Regions from separate parts of the Mus musculus genome. Here regions 2, 3, 4 and 5 are each linked to region 1. Evidence: chromatin contacts called from public ChIA-PET, Hi-C and HiChIP or PLAC-seq data. All regions are on one chromosome and are shown on one strand. The core of a region is the stretch at or near the end of the contact, and the rest is flanking DNA. Distances in the headings are between cores, read along the strand shown.

What was found. Hi-C and Micro-C count contacts between places; a contact is called where the count stands out from the background. ChIA-PET counts read pairs in DNA pulled down with a chosen protein or histone mark. HiChIP or PLAC-seq counts read pairs in DNA pulled down with a chosen protein or histone mark.
Region 2: a contact with region 1 is called in an RNA polymerase II ChIA-PET map of memory CD8 T cells, with 31 read pairs. The contact joins two enhancer-like sites. A contact is called at or near these places in 1 of 484 Hi-C or Micro-C datasets (CD4 T cells) and 2 of 115 datasets of contacts at active chromatin or transcription factors (memory CD8 T cells and pancreatic cancer cells).
Region 3: a Hi-C map of CD8 T cells shows a contact between it and region 1, with 4 times the contacts expected there. The contact joins the promoter of Grap2 here to the enhancer-like site in region 1. A contact is called at or near these places in 1 of 484 Hi-C or Micro-C datasets (CD8 T cells), 1 of 115 datasets of contacts at active chromatin or transcription factors (pancreatic cancer cells) and 1 of 9 other capture datasets (embryonic stem cells).
Region 4: an RNA polymerase II ChIA-PET map of memory CD8 T cells shows a contact between it and region 1, with 9 read pairs. The contact joins two enhancer-like sites. A contact is called at or near these places in 5 of 39 promoter capture datasets (the 3T3-L1 cell line, the C10 cell line, cranial neural crest and 1 more) and 3 of 115 datasets of contacts at active chromatin or transcription factors (memory CD8 T cells, pancreatic cancer cells and pro-B cells).
Region 5: an H3K27ac HiChIP or PLAC-seq map of regulatory T cells shows a contact between it and region 1, with 3 times the contacts expected there. The contact joins two enhancer-like sites. A contact is called at or near these places in 2 of 39 promoter capture datasets (embryonic stem cells and pre-B cells), 1 of 15 datasets of contacts at CTCF or cohesin (the NIH/3T3 cell line), 3 of 115 datasets of contacts at active chromatin or transcription factors (fibro-adipogenic progenitors, large pre-B cells and regulatory T cells) and 1 of 9 other capture datasets (embryonic stem cells).

What each region holds. Positions count from the first base shown.
Region 1 is chr15:81,044,283-81,046,823 of GRCm38.p6, forward strand. Mrtfa (myocardin related transcription factor A) reads right to left here. Exons shown (of 14, transcript NM_001082536.2): 3 at 1,007-1,072. Among named protein-coding and RNA genes, the nearest start is that of Sgsm3, 68 kb to the left of the region's middle. Within about 2 kb of position 1,264, at least 134 of the 459 cell types and tissues checked have an H3K27ac peak or open chromatin away from gene starts, as enhancers often do. A contact at or near this core is called in CD8 T cells, memory CD8 T cells and regulatory T cells, where this site is marked.
Region 2 is chr15:81,522,124-81,524,664 of GRCm38.p6, forward strand. No RefSeq gene overlaps it. Among named protein-coding and RNA genes, the nearest start is that of Rbx1, 57 kb to the left of the region's middle. Within about 2 kb of position 1,273, at least 432 of the 459 cell types and tissues checked have an H3K27ac peak or open chromatin away from gene starts, as enhancers often do. A contact at or near this core is called in memory CD8 T cells, where this site is marked.
Region 3 is chr15:80,571,333-80,573,873 of GRCm38.p6, forward strand. It overlaps Grap2 (GRB2-related adaptor protein 2), which reads left to right and starts at 1,265. Exons shown (of 8, transcript NM_001289442.1): 1 at 1,265-1,409.
Region 4 is chr15:81,415,966-81,418,506 of GRCm38.p6, forward strand. The region is part of intron 2 of Xpnpep3 (X-prolyl aminopeptidase 3, mitochondrial); the gene reads left to right. All of the region lies in intron 2 of Gm17025 (predicted gene 17025), which reads right to left. Among named protein-coding and RNA genes, the nearest start is that of Gm17025, 4.4 kb to the right of the region's middle. Within about 2 kb of position 1,261, at least 106 of the 459 cell types and tissues checked have an H3K27ac peak or open chromatin away from gene starts, as enhancers often do. A contact at or near this core is called in memory CD8 T cells, where this site is marked.
Region 5 is chr15:81,329,247-81,331,787 of GRCm38.p6, forward strand. The region is part of intron 4 of Slc25a17 (solute carrier family 25 (mitochondrial carrier, peroxisomal membrane protein), member 17); the gene reads right to left. Among named protein-coding and RNA genes, the nearest start is that of Slc25a17, 30 kb to the right of the region's middle. Within about 2 kb of position 1,270, at least 25 of the 459 cell types and tissues checked have an H3K27ac peak or open chromatin away from gene starts, as enhancers often do. A contact at or near this core is called in regulatory T cells, where this site is marked.

The sequences.
Region 1 (2,541 bases), core at 14-2,513:
GTGCGCCACCACGCCCGGCTGTGTCTCCAACTTTTTCCTGTTAACTGTAAACACATCCACCACCATTAATTTACTACATCACACTTACTAAGAGGTGTAATATTATCTTCTTCCTTTGTCTCCACTTCCTCCCTCCACTCTTGCAGGGGCAGATTCACTGTAGCTGCACACATGATTCCTCTGAGTGAGTGGCCAACAACATGGATGGCAGCGGGGCAACGGGACAGTGGGCAGTAACATGTGGGGGAGACCATGAAACATCATGACAGCAGATGCTGCTGGGGTGTGTGTGTGTGTGTGTGTGTGTGCGCTCTCTCGCTGTCTTCCTCCTCAGGGTGGAGCCGAGTGGTGACGACATACCACCAGGGGACGGAAGCTTGTATGATCTGCTGAGAACTCATGAAGACATGTCAGAAGAGCAAGACCCTGGTTCTAGCCTTCACTGTCTACGGTGCTCTTAGTATTCAAAACAGGCTTTCTTGTCTCTAACAGAGTCTAAGGCGTGGTTTCACTTCTACCCCAGGGATGCAGACACTGGCCCAGTGTCAGAACAGCTCACCAACAGCTCCATCCAGGCATACACACACGCGTATCCGCCATGGGTGCCTCACAGCTCTAAAATAAACTGTAGTTCACTGACGGTACCTGTCTGCAAGGGGAGAGGAGAGGTTTCTTCCTAACAGCTGAGCACAGAGGTGAAGTGGATGTGAACAGAGCAGCCCCTGCTCCTCCCATGAAGGGATGCTGGGAACCCAGGAAAGAGGCAATTCAAAGGCACGGGGCTATCTGCCGACCTGCTGGAAGCCTAGCACTGCTTGTTTCACTGAACATGATGAATCTGGGCAATTGACAACCTGTTCCATCCATCAAGGACTCCTGATGGAAAAGTAAGAGGCGGGTAAGACTGGAACGAGACCCCTGACCCCTGCTCTGTAGGGTGCTCCTATGCCACCGAGGAGCCAAGCCAACCCAAGGAGCAAGTGTACAAACACCGAGAGACACTTACGCGGCATGATCCCTTGGCTCACCAGTTCCTCCCGGGTCCGCCGCTGCTGGAGCTTCAACTGCAGCACTGCATGGTGGCAAGAAGAGAAGACAGATGCAGGTTAGTCAGCCATTCCACCTCAGCAGACACATTCTCAAATGCAGCAAAGTCTAAAAGGTAGCCTATGGTATGAAAGGAGGATCCCAAACTGCAACTGTGGGTAACTGCAGAAGTGGCCTGACACAGCAGGGTTTCCGCATTCTGCTGTGGGCGGCAAGAGGAAGTTGCGAAGAGTCTTGCAGGGTGATAACAATCCACAAACTACCAGTCTTGCCTCTTGCTTAAACCTTACAGAACTCAGCCTTCCTCCTGGGACTGAGAAACACCAACCAGTTCTAAGCTCAAAGAAAGTCTAATGGGGCCAGCGCCCAGCACAAAGAGCTGTATAAGTTCTAAGTGTTTGCACATAGCATGTTGAACAAATGCACTCTGCACAGAGACCACAATCTAAAAAGTATGGCTACTTTCACACACACCACATTCCTCTAGACTACAAGGTATCTTGCCGTCCACATGCTTCTGTTTTCACACAGGGCTTTCTCTGCTGAGAGGAGACACCCAAGAGCTACGACTTAGTGTACATCGGGCTAGTGGAGACAGGTGTCGCTCCTAGCTCTGTTTGGCAACACTGCTCAATGAAACAACAGGGATCTTTATCAAATTAAACATCAACCATCTTTACAACTATACACTACTCAAAGGATCAACTAGCATAGCTGTGGTTACGATGCTAAGAAAATGTCTAGGGAGGGTTAGGAGGATCCCAGAGCCCACAGCAAGTCCCCTTCTGTCTAACAGGTTTCAACTGCAGGGCCCTGAAAGTCATATCTGAGGGTAACCTACAAATACTAGGAACAGTGGTGTACTAACACGGGCCTTTTCTACGCAGCGATTTTTAGAGGCACCCAAGGATGGGAGGACGCTGGCTGGGCTCTTGCCTACGCTTCAAGGTCACAGGAACAAGCAGAACTTCTCTTTCTCTCAAAATTATGATTTATGTTCCAAGTTCCTTTCCCTGTCCTGTTAGCAAGCTTGCTTGCCTCCTTCTGCTCTTATGTCACATCAGGCTGCAATGGGGACTTCCAGGCACGATTCCCTAGGGTGAGACACCCCAACGAGAATGTTAAATTTTACTCTTCCTTAAGTACCATGGACTTTCCCTCACCTTTAAAATTTCATTTTTGCTTGAAAATGTCCACTCTCTTTTTCTTTTTCTCTTCTTCTCTATATTCTCCACTATATTCAGAATTACGTTGGGTCACCTAAGCTACTTTACCTGAACAGTGATGTTGGGTGCTGTGCGTGGTTACCTCTGAATATCCCCCCTGCTAATTTACAAACTCCTATAAATTTAATTAAAAAAAAAAAAGTCTTATTAAGCCAAGCATGGTGGCTCATACCTATATTCTCCCAGCCTTTGGAGGCTGAGGCAAAGGACAGTTAAAATTTTCACATCAGCCTGGGGTTGCTACAAAGTAAAAGTCTGTCTCAAAAAA
Region 2 (2,541 bases), core at 23-2,522, 480 kb after region 1:
GCAGGTGCCAAGCCCAAGTCTCGTTTTAAAAGTGCCACTCCCATTACACGGAACAGGAAACCCAAGCTTCTGGAGGTCACTAGTTGAGGGGCGTCAGCGCGGACGTCCCATGAACCCAATCACTGAAGCCCGAGGTTGTCAGGGTTGGGGGGGGGGAACTCAAGAGCCTGGGTTTGGCGGGAGGAATGACTCAACTGCCCCGCCCCGTGCGCCCTGGGGCGCTGCAACAGCTATCCTCATCTTCGCTAGAGTACCCCCATATTCTTGCGTCTAGGACCCTGGGTGCGAGCTTAGGGGTTCAGAGCCTAGAACATCCCCACCCCAAGCCAGCTCACACTGGAGCTCCCCGTGCGTTTGCAGATGGAGCCAATAGCTACACCTGTGTCCGGCTAGTGGTTTGGTCTGAGTCGGGACACAGACGCCATTGCTGGAGGCGGCGCGTAAAGGGAACGCAGACGCCCGGTGGCTGGGTACGCGTCTTCATTGTCCCCCACGCCCCCCTTTCTTTCTTTCGTTTGGTTCGAATGAGTCTTATTCCTAACCGTGTTGGTCCGGAACTTAGTAATGGAACCCGGGCTGTCCTCGAACTCTCGGCAATCCTCCTGCCTCAACCAAGCGCTGAGATTAAGGCTTGAGCCACTACGCTCATTAACGCATCGAGTTTGAAATGGAAAAGAAAAGAAATACTTTGTGTGTTTGTGCACTCTTAAGAGCTTCTACCCCTCCCAGTAAGGGAGCTGTAGGGGACAGTGAAGCACCCGAGTGTGTATGAGCGGGTTGTTCCGGGTAGCAAGGGAGAGTGTCTGACCACCAAGGAGACAGGAAGGTAAACTAGAATCCCAGAGGCTTCTTATCTCTACAAGGGTGACAAACACAAAGGCGGCGGCTCAGGCTACTTCCGCAGAGGAGGGCCATCACCCCCCGGGCGCTGGCTGGGTCTAGCCACACCCAGATACCTGGGCAAGCGCGGGTCCTGGCAGGGTAGGGCTGGGGGACCCGGACTCGCCCTTTCATGCTTGGCGGGGGTGAGTGAGTGGGCAACTATCTCTCACCCCGATCTCTCCCGATGGTCTAGGTCCCCCTACGGTGCACCCAGGTCTGAGGGCTCGGCTTGAACCTGGCGTGCGCGCCGCAGCTCCGCTGCAAGCCATTCTGCGCACTCGCTCCCTCTGGGGAGGCTGGTCACGTGCCCGGGGTGGGGGTTGGGAGGACGAGCAGCAAGCGCCCCCGGGCTGCACGTGCCGGGCTAGATGAGGGCGGAGCTCCGGCGTCCGGAGCTGCGCTCTAACCCCTGGGTTCGCAGCAAGGTGGCCAGGCCGTCTGCCTCCAGCCTGCGGCTGGCTGCTGGGCAACTCTCTGTCCCTGCTTGGGATTCAGAAAGGGTTAGCACTCGGGTCGCACTCCAAAAGAACAGGATGCCCTCCCTAAATTGTTCCTGTTGTACCGAAACCTTACAGTCCGATACAAAGAGTTCCTGTCGGTGAGGAGGGTTGCGACAGAGCAGTGGTTCATCTGCGGCTTTCTGTTGACTTGGACTAGGAAGAATTTCGGACACGAACCAAAGTCACGGTCCTAATGCACCCCCCCTCCCACCTCCACCCCCACCCCCTGCACATCTAGATAAACACTCAGCTCCTGACAATCTGGATTTGTCCGTCTCCCGCCCACCCCCACTGCTGCCCTTCCCCGGGATTGTGAAACAAATCCCTGACTGTATATTTCAGTTTACGTCCGGAATGATTGCTGAGTCCTGATGAAAGTCTTACTGTTTCTTTAGAAACCTTTCTTTAAAAGCCCGGTAGGTTAAACAGCAAAAAAGTTGAAATAAAGATGGAGGGATAGATTTTAACTCTTTGTCGTGTACATGAACATCGCCGACAGGAATCAAGAAATATTTAAGGAATATCAGCATGAGATGTTTTCTGAGCCAACGGATGGCCAGGCGGGTGCTGGAACTGGTTGTGGACGTCAGAGCTGGTAGAAATGAGCTTAATTAAGACTGCTAGCTGGAGGCTGAAAGTGACCATATTAGGCGAGGGGCTGGACTGGGGTCTTGAGAAAAAGAGAGCTTTAAATATGAAAATCTGAGCGGGGGGTGGGGGTGGGGTTAAATCCTAAAGTGAGATGCGGACTCTCCGGAGTGAACAGGGGGAGAACGTCTTTTTCTTTTTTTCCTCGGAACTTAAATTTTCTTCTTATCCCCGTGTGTGTGTGTCTGTGTGTCCGCGCGCGCCATTTGTTATAGCTGTCTGAAGAAGTCAGAAAAGGGCTTCAGAACCCCTGGAATTACAAGAGGATGAATTGCCCAACATGGGTGCTCGGACCTCAGATCCTCTGCAAGAGCAGTAAATGTTTTTAAACGCTGAACCATCTCTCTAGCCTCTGCTTTTTTATTGTTGTTTTTGTATGTTTCTTACATTTGTTTGTTTATGTGTGTGTTCCACTACAATCCCTCTGAGGTCAGAGGATATCTTTGCTTTTGGGACAGGGGCTGGCCTGGAATTCACTATGGAGATTCAATACCTTTCTCTGCTTCCCGAG
Region 3 (2,541 bases), core at 15-2,514, 470 kb before region 1:
TCAAGCCCAGTGGTGGTAGTACACTCCTTTAATCTCAGCACTCAGAGGTAGTGCAGGTACATCTCTGAGTTTGAGGCCAGCCTGGTCTACAGAGCAAGTTCCGGGAAACTCTATCTTGCAAACCAAAAACTAAAATAAAATAACTTTTTAGTAAAGTTTATCATTTAAAGAAGCAATGAGATACCGCCTCAGAAGTCAGGAATGAAGTCTAAGTTATACTCTTAGAACTTCAAATTGAATCAAATGGGGAAAAAACTATGCAGAGATTCATGCCGGAGGTATCCCGAAATGTCCCTCTTCTCCTTGGATCCAGCCTCCAAACTCTAAAGGCCTTGCTTAGCCAGTTGAAATGCGTCTCCTTTTTGTGCAAGAGATACAAGAACAAAGAGAAAGGAAGAGAGACTTCAACGGGCTGCAGGTGGTGTGGGGGCAGGGAGAGTTAGAAATATGGAGGTGAGAACTGGGGAAGTTGAGGGAGATGATGATTCTTAAATTGTCAGAGAGCCTTGGGTCCAGCTTGCTCAAGAGAACGTGAAGTCCCACGGGTCCAAGGAAAGATCTGCACTCTTGACCATAGCAAGCCTGGACTTAGAACCCCTGGCTTATCGGCTAGTTAACCCCCATAGTGTGTGTCTGTGTCGTGTGTCTGTGTCACTAACAGAACTCCTGGCTTAGAGAGCCTCCCACTGTTTTCTTCCTTCTCTCTTGGGTCAAGATTTGTATCACAAGCTAAGAGTTATGTAAATGGGTTGGCTACACTTAGCAAGCGGTTTCTCTGAGATTTTAACATCATGATTGACCAGGGAAGACTTTAACTTTTTCCCAGTGGCCTTTGCATTTCTCCGGATGGAATGATGTGAAAACAGGCTTTTTCCTTGAGGCCAGCAGCAGCTTGTTACCGGATCATATCCAAACTCAGAAGTTTTCTTGTGTGAATGTGAGCGTTGGGGGCAGGCGTGTTTTCAGAAGTTTTCGTATGTGTATGTGAGCGTTGGGGGCAGGCGGGTTTTGTTAAAACTGAAACGAATAGGAGCAGGCATGTTTCGGTGAACCTCCTGCGTTTTGGTTCAACTCTAGCAGCTAGAAAACAAAACCACATAATCTGAGGCTCACGCCCAGCTCTGCGCAGCAGGGTGTCTGCTAGTTCCTGTGTGGTTTGCCTGCAGACTGGCTGGGGGGGAGCTTGGAGGAGGGCAAGGGGCAGGGAGGAGGAAGCTGTATTGATGGATCTGGGGCTTGCGACCTGCTTCAGTGTGGTGCTCAGAAACCAGCACAAGGCAGACCTGTAGGCTGAGGCGGCGCGGTAAACTTGACATTTGAATGCATCTTCCCACTGGCAAAAGGCAATTCTAATAACTCGTTGTCAAAGCCGAGATACACGCTCAACTCAACCTCTTCGCGTCCCAAAGGTAAGTCATGCGTCGTGGGTGCACGCCCTCTGGAAACCTTGAGCGCTTTTAAGATTCTGTTCTCTGTAAGCCAAATCTAATGAAAGCTAGTCCTACTGGTTTTCTGAACTTTGCTGGCAATACTTCAGCCATCAGCCTAGGCTTCTTATCTAGTTGGCTTACGTTAGTAGGGATTGGATTCAACTTCTGTCAAACGAACTAGAGAAAACTTGGTCTTTACTGGGCCCATGGGGGAAAAAACGGCAGTTCTACTAACTGGCTTCAGAGCGATCTCTGGGAAAGACCTTGGATGTTGAGGTCCCAGAGGGGGAAAAAAAAATCCCCCTTCAATAGTGAAGTCGGGGAGTGGCAGGTGGTAGGGAATTGAGCCCAGACTCTGAGGACTTGCTCAATTTTTTCACCAACTCCAAACTGCTAGTTCTGGCGGCATTTGCTCTCTTTACGAAGAACACTGGTCTGAGTTCCTTTAATAAGAGAAAACTTCCCGTGGGAAGACATGAGGAGAGGGTGTTGTCTATCTTTGTCTCTTTATTAATAGTTGTGTGGCATCTTTAAAGACCATCTCTGGTTTCTGCTCTTGTCCCCATCTGTTTCAGAACCTGAGAAAGGAATGCAAAGACCAGGTTTTCACTGACTTAACCATGACTGCATCCACTTAACCTCAAGTGCAGCCTTGTTAATAAGGCATATGGAACACTTTGTATATCATTAGAAGTACTCATCCAGAGATAGACTAAGGGGGGCTACTTGGTCTCCAAACCACCGCAGGGATAAGGCAGTGATGAGCACACATTGTTGGAGGGTGAGAAACTTCAGTGGAAGAGCCTTGCATATGGGTCCATTTATTATAAACTGCTAATTTGTTATAGGGTCCCTTTTTTTTTCTTCTTCATTTTTGATTTCAGAAAGAACGTTTAGTTTAACCTGGTCTCTTTTAGTGAATCAACATGGCCTACAAAGCTTGATATTCATAGTATAATTTTAGAGAGGCCCTCTTGAAAGAAGCAGCCACTATTAAGTAGTGTCTCCCTCTCCCCCCCCCCACCCCCCCACCAAGGCAGGGTTTCTCTGTGTAGCCCTGTCTGCCCTGTCTGTGTAGCATAGGCTGGCCTCGAACTCACAGAGATCCTCC
Region 4 (2,541 bases), core at 11-2,510, 370 kb after region 1:
AAGAAATCAGAGTTTTTCAAAGCTGTAAGGTAAGCATAATAGTAGTCCAGTTGATACTACTTTTTTTTTAACCCTATCAACCTACTTGTAGTTTTTGTTTAAAGGAAGAAGAAAGGTTGAATTGATACCTAAATTTTACCAGCTTTGAAATAATTGATTTCTTGTGGTGAAATACTTTGTGGTAAGCTGCATTTGCCAGGCCTTGACCATCACAAGCATATAAAGATGAATGACTTCATGTCTAAATCACTGTTTTCTATATTCTGTATATGATCTTTATTTTTGCCTTGGTCGCAGATCTGAATATCGCTCTGCGAACAGTATTAAAAGCAACTTGAAATAAAACATCAATATTTAGTCTTGGTGCTGAGCACATAGAACATGGAAGTTCCCTTGAAAAGGAGAAAAATAGTACTTGGAGTCAGCTTTTGTGAGTGAAGATGCACACTTTTCATACCCTCTCCTCCTCCTAGTCACAAAGGTAGTGGGTTTGGTTTTGGTTTTGGTTTGTTTTTTCACAGTAATATGAGCTCTGTGCTTGGAAGGATGTGGCCACTGTTCAGTATGGTGCCAGTACCTGGTCAAAGTATTATGTTAGGAACAAAGATCAGTGGTATAGGTGCGTGCATGTATGCATGCATACATTACATACATACATACATACATACGTAAAATATTTTCACAGAAGTCATCAATGTCTTAAAGTTTAAAGAGACTGTGTGCCATGCCACTGAGCATGCAGACTTTACAGGGATATGGTATTTAAGCATGAATCCTGCACACTTATCCATAAACAGACATATATACGTTCTTTTAATCTGTTTTAGCCAGTAGTGATGACACATGCCTTAATCCTAGCACTTGAGAATCAGAGGGAGAAGGATATCTTGTGAGTCTGAGGTGACCCTGTGCTTCGAGCCGGCCAGCAGCTCTCGAGGAACGGGTACGGCTGAAGAGCTGAAAGAAAGGAACTAGACAGACGGGAAAAAGAACGGAGCTAAGACAATCGGGTTCTGATCAAAGCTCAATTTTACTAATTCGTGCACCGAGTTATGAAGGAGGGGGATGGGGCTAATTCCCGCCAAGTAATCCTGGAGTCCAGTTGCAGGGTGACCACGTGTATGGCTCCAGAACAGCAAGGCGGCAGGCTCCAGCAGTGGGCGTGGCTGACCGATAGAGCGGCAGGCTCCAGCAGTGGGCGTGGCTGACCGATAGAGCGGCAGGCTCCACCCCATGCAAACAGTGAAACCTGAGCAAACAGGTTTCAGGCTGAGGGGGTGGGGGAGGTTACAACCCTGGTCTATATAACGAGGTCCAGCACGGCCAGAGCTATATTGTGAGAGCCTGTGAGAACTACAGAGCTGAAGTCAACTTAAGGTGTAAAATGTGTCAGTTGTAACTTTGCTCAAAAAAAAAAAAAAACCTCACATTTAGCATTTGACATAGTTACAGGAAAGCCTACAATTTACAACTTTGGCAAAATATGTCAATCTTTTTCCTGTTAAAGGAGTCCTACCGTGAGACAAATAGTACCAAATGTAGAAAAGCATACTTAGTTACTTATAATTCCACACTCAGAAAAGTACTGTTGAGTTATAGAGTCACACTCCCAAGATGTCTCCCCTTAAATGTTTCTAAGTCACTTACAAACTCATCTTTATATAATTTAGGTAAGTTCTCCCTTAAAAAAGAAGTGGTTTTTTTGTTTGTTGGTTGATTTGAGACAGGGTTTCTTTGTGTAGCCCTGGCTGTTCTGGAACTCACTCTGTAGACCAGGCTGGCCTCAGACTTACAGAGATCCACCTGCTTCTGCCTCCCAAGTGCTGGGATTAAAGGTGTGCGCCACCATTGCCTGGCTTAAAAGTTAATTGTTGGGCTGGCGAGGTGGCTCAGTTGTTAAGAGCACTGACTGCTCTTCCAGAGGTCCTGAGTTCAAATCCCAGCAACCACATGGTGGCTCACAACCATCTATAATGGGATCTGACGCCCTCTTCTAGTGTGTCTGAAGATAGCTACAGTGTACTCATATATATATAATAAATAAATAAATCTTTAAAAAATTAATTGTTCAAGATTTGACTTTAATATCTGAAGTGTTGGGCTGCAGAGATGGCTCAGCGATAAAGAGCACTATTTACTCTTCTAGACAACCTGCATTTGATTCTCAGCACCCACATGGTGGCTCATAACCTTGTAACTCAAGTCCCAGGGGATCTGATGCCCACTTGTGTGTCAAAACCATTGGGTGAACTTTATCAAGGAAAATGTACATGTCATGACCCCATAGACTGACTCAGCAAATTTCAGCAAGTCCGGAGATCATTAAGGCTGGGAAGGGAAGGGGAAGGGAGGGGAGGAAAGGGAAAGGGAAAGGGAAAGGAAAGGAAAGGAAGCGAAGCGGGAGTGAGAAAGAGAAATAAATAATGGTGTTTGCTTTTGACACATTCCTTTATGTAGCCCTCTCTGACCTGGAACTCATTAGTGACTTCCTTACTTCACCTCCCCAAGTGCCAGGATTAGCATCATGCCCACCTCAACCTG
Region 5 (2,541 bases), core at 20-2,519, 280 kb after region 1:
TATTTCTGCCACTGACTTCAGGTAAGGCTTAACTTTGTGCTGGGTTACAACAAATGCCACTGCTGTTAGAAGCCATCTGGAAGCCCGGCTGATAGCAGGGCTTCCTCACACACTCACACAACAAGGCAGAGAACTCCCTTCCTCACTCAGTGAGGGCAATCACTTGGTGATTTTTTTTTTTTAAATAAGATTCAGAATGGTGATTTGGGGTTGGGGGTTTAACTCAGGGATAGAGCAATTGTCTAACACATGCAAGGCCTGGTTTAATCACCAGAAGTGCAAAACAAAACAAAGTGGCAGTTTGATATAGTCTTAAACACAACTGTTAAATAATAGAGAGGGAGGAGAATGACACCATGCTAAATCCATGTCAGCATCAGAGGAAACAACGGCCCACTATCACGTAAGCAGCACAGGGTTTTAAACCAGTGTGATCTGGTACTCTGGGTGACAAGTGGGAGGACAGACTGGCATTTCTAAGTGCTTCAACTGGGACCAAAAGCTCACAGAAGAGCTCATCACTCAGAGGATTAGGACAGCCAGCAGCAGGCAGCAGTTACAAAGTGTCACAAAATACCGAAAGGAGCCAGCTCCAGGCGCTGTGACCCTTACAAGCATGAAGATCAACCTTGGCCCCACAAGCTGCCTCAGAGCAGCACCGTGAGCCAGGTGCTTCTTTGAAAACACATGGTCCCAATTTAACAGCATCTTGAGAAACTAAAACTTCTCATCATCCTGAAATGATTAAAGAAAATACCATATAGGATTGTAACAAAATGCCTGACAAAGGGTATCTACTTTATAACTACAGGTCAACCAAGGGACAAGCAGTGAGCATGTGTAATGGAACTGTCAGGCTCCAGCTGAGCCCTGAAGAATAAATAAACAGGAAGGATCCTGAAGAAGAAAAGGAAGCCCCACCCCCTTGCCAAAAGTCCTCTAAACACAACACAGACAAAAACATGTTTTCGTGTAAGGAATCTCAAAAAACCCTACAGAGAAAACAGTTTAATCAAGGATAGACTTTGTGAAAGCAGCCAAGCAACTCAAATCTATAGTTTTGTTGGTTTCATACCATTACCAAAGTAAGACGGTTTTCTGCTTATTTTCCAGGAGCATTGTACCAACTGATATTTCCCCCAACTAAAAGTCAGTACCAAGTAATCTTATGAGTTGCATTTCTACAGAGTCACAGAATACCAAGAAGCCATCCGTAGCTCTGACCCTATATTCATATACTCTCTCAAGGCATTGAGCACAGTCTGAAAAGGCTCTGCCTGCCACAGGAGCTCTTTGCTCGACTCTTTCCAAAGGCACCAGTGCCCCACAGCCTATCTGTCCAGAGTTCAGAATACATGCCTACTTGATATGATGTGCACTTCACTTTACAGAGACAAATCAGGATCTGGGAAAGTCAGGCCAGCAAATGTGGTGTCTCTGCCTGCCTGCCCCCTGCACCTCCCCGACCTCCCCACTCCCTGCAGAGGAAGAGAGCACGGGAGAGCTTGGAACCCGGGGGTACCACAGAAAAGCGTGTATGCACCATCCCAAATAAATGAAATGCATTGCCCTTTAGTCAGATCCTTTAGAAATCAAAACGTCCTTCAGGCTCTATTCAAGAAGTAGGTGTGCACAAAACACAAGGAGCAACACAGCCAAGACTAACATTCAGCCATTATCTAAGGCTCTGCTTCCTTGTTCCCATTATTAATACAGCAGAAAGACTGAAAGGTTCTGAGGGCAGCCTCGAGTACAGAGTGCACCACAATATTTAAATGAAGGGATCAAAAGTCATTGCAAAGCTTTGCATCTGTGAAGATCAAGGACTGCCTCCATCCTCTAAGTCAGAATGGATGGAGAGGTACCTTTTTACCACGATAATTTTATGAATTCTGGGGTGGAATGCACTCAAAAAATACTTGACAATGCTTTTTAAAAACTTCACAAAAATTGCAACTTACATAATCAAGCAAATGGCAGCATTCCAGAGCTACTCATGACTAACTTCAGTTCCTAATAACACCCCACACAGGCAGACCCTCAGGGGTGCACTCCTGTTGGTTCTAATCTGTGGGTGTTGCTTCAGCTCTAAGACCTGAGTTCTAATTAATACTCTTCTTACCTAAGAGCAGGGGGTTACTTTTCTTTTGAGTATCTATGAATCTACCTTTTCTTTTCCTTTTCAATAACATATCATTTATGAGAAAGCAGAACCAAGTCAAGACTAACCAAATACACAAACACCATCCAGCCATCCGGGAGAAGGAGCACGGGAACGCCACCCTACTCCCCAATCCAGACGAAGGGGCCAGGGAACAGCATCCCAAATTCAGCAGGATTAGAGCAATTTTTAAATGTAGGCTCTTGGAGTCTGGAAGAGGGTCCACTCTGGTGTTCCCTTATTTGCCTAAAGATGACATCCTTGAGTGTCACAGGAGAGAAAAGTGGGTTACGTTACTACCCCTGGATAGACTGTCACAAACAGCAATCTGTCTCCCCTGCCAACTCACTTCCAGGGAGAATCACACAAACTGCTCTGGT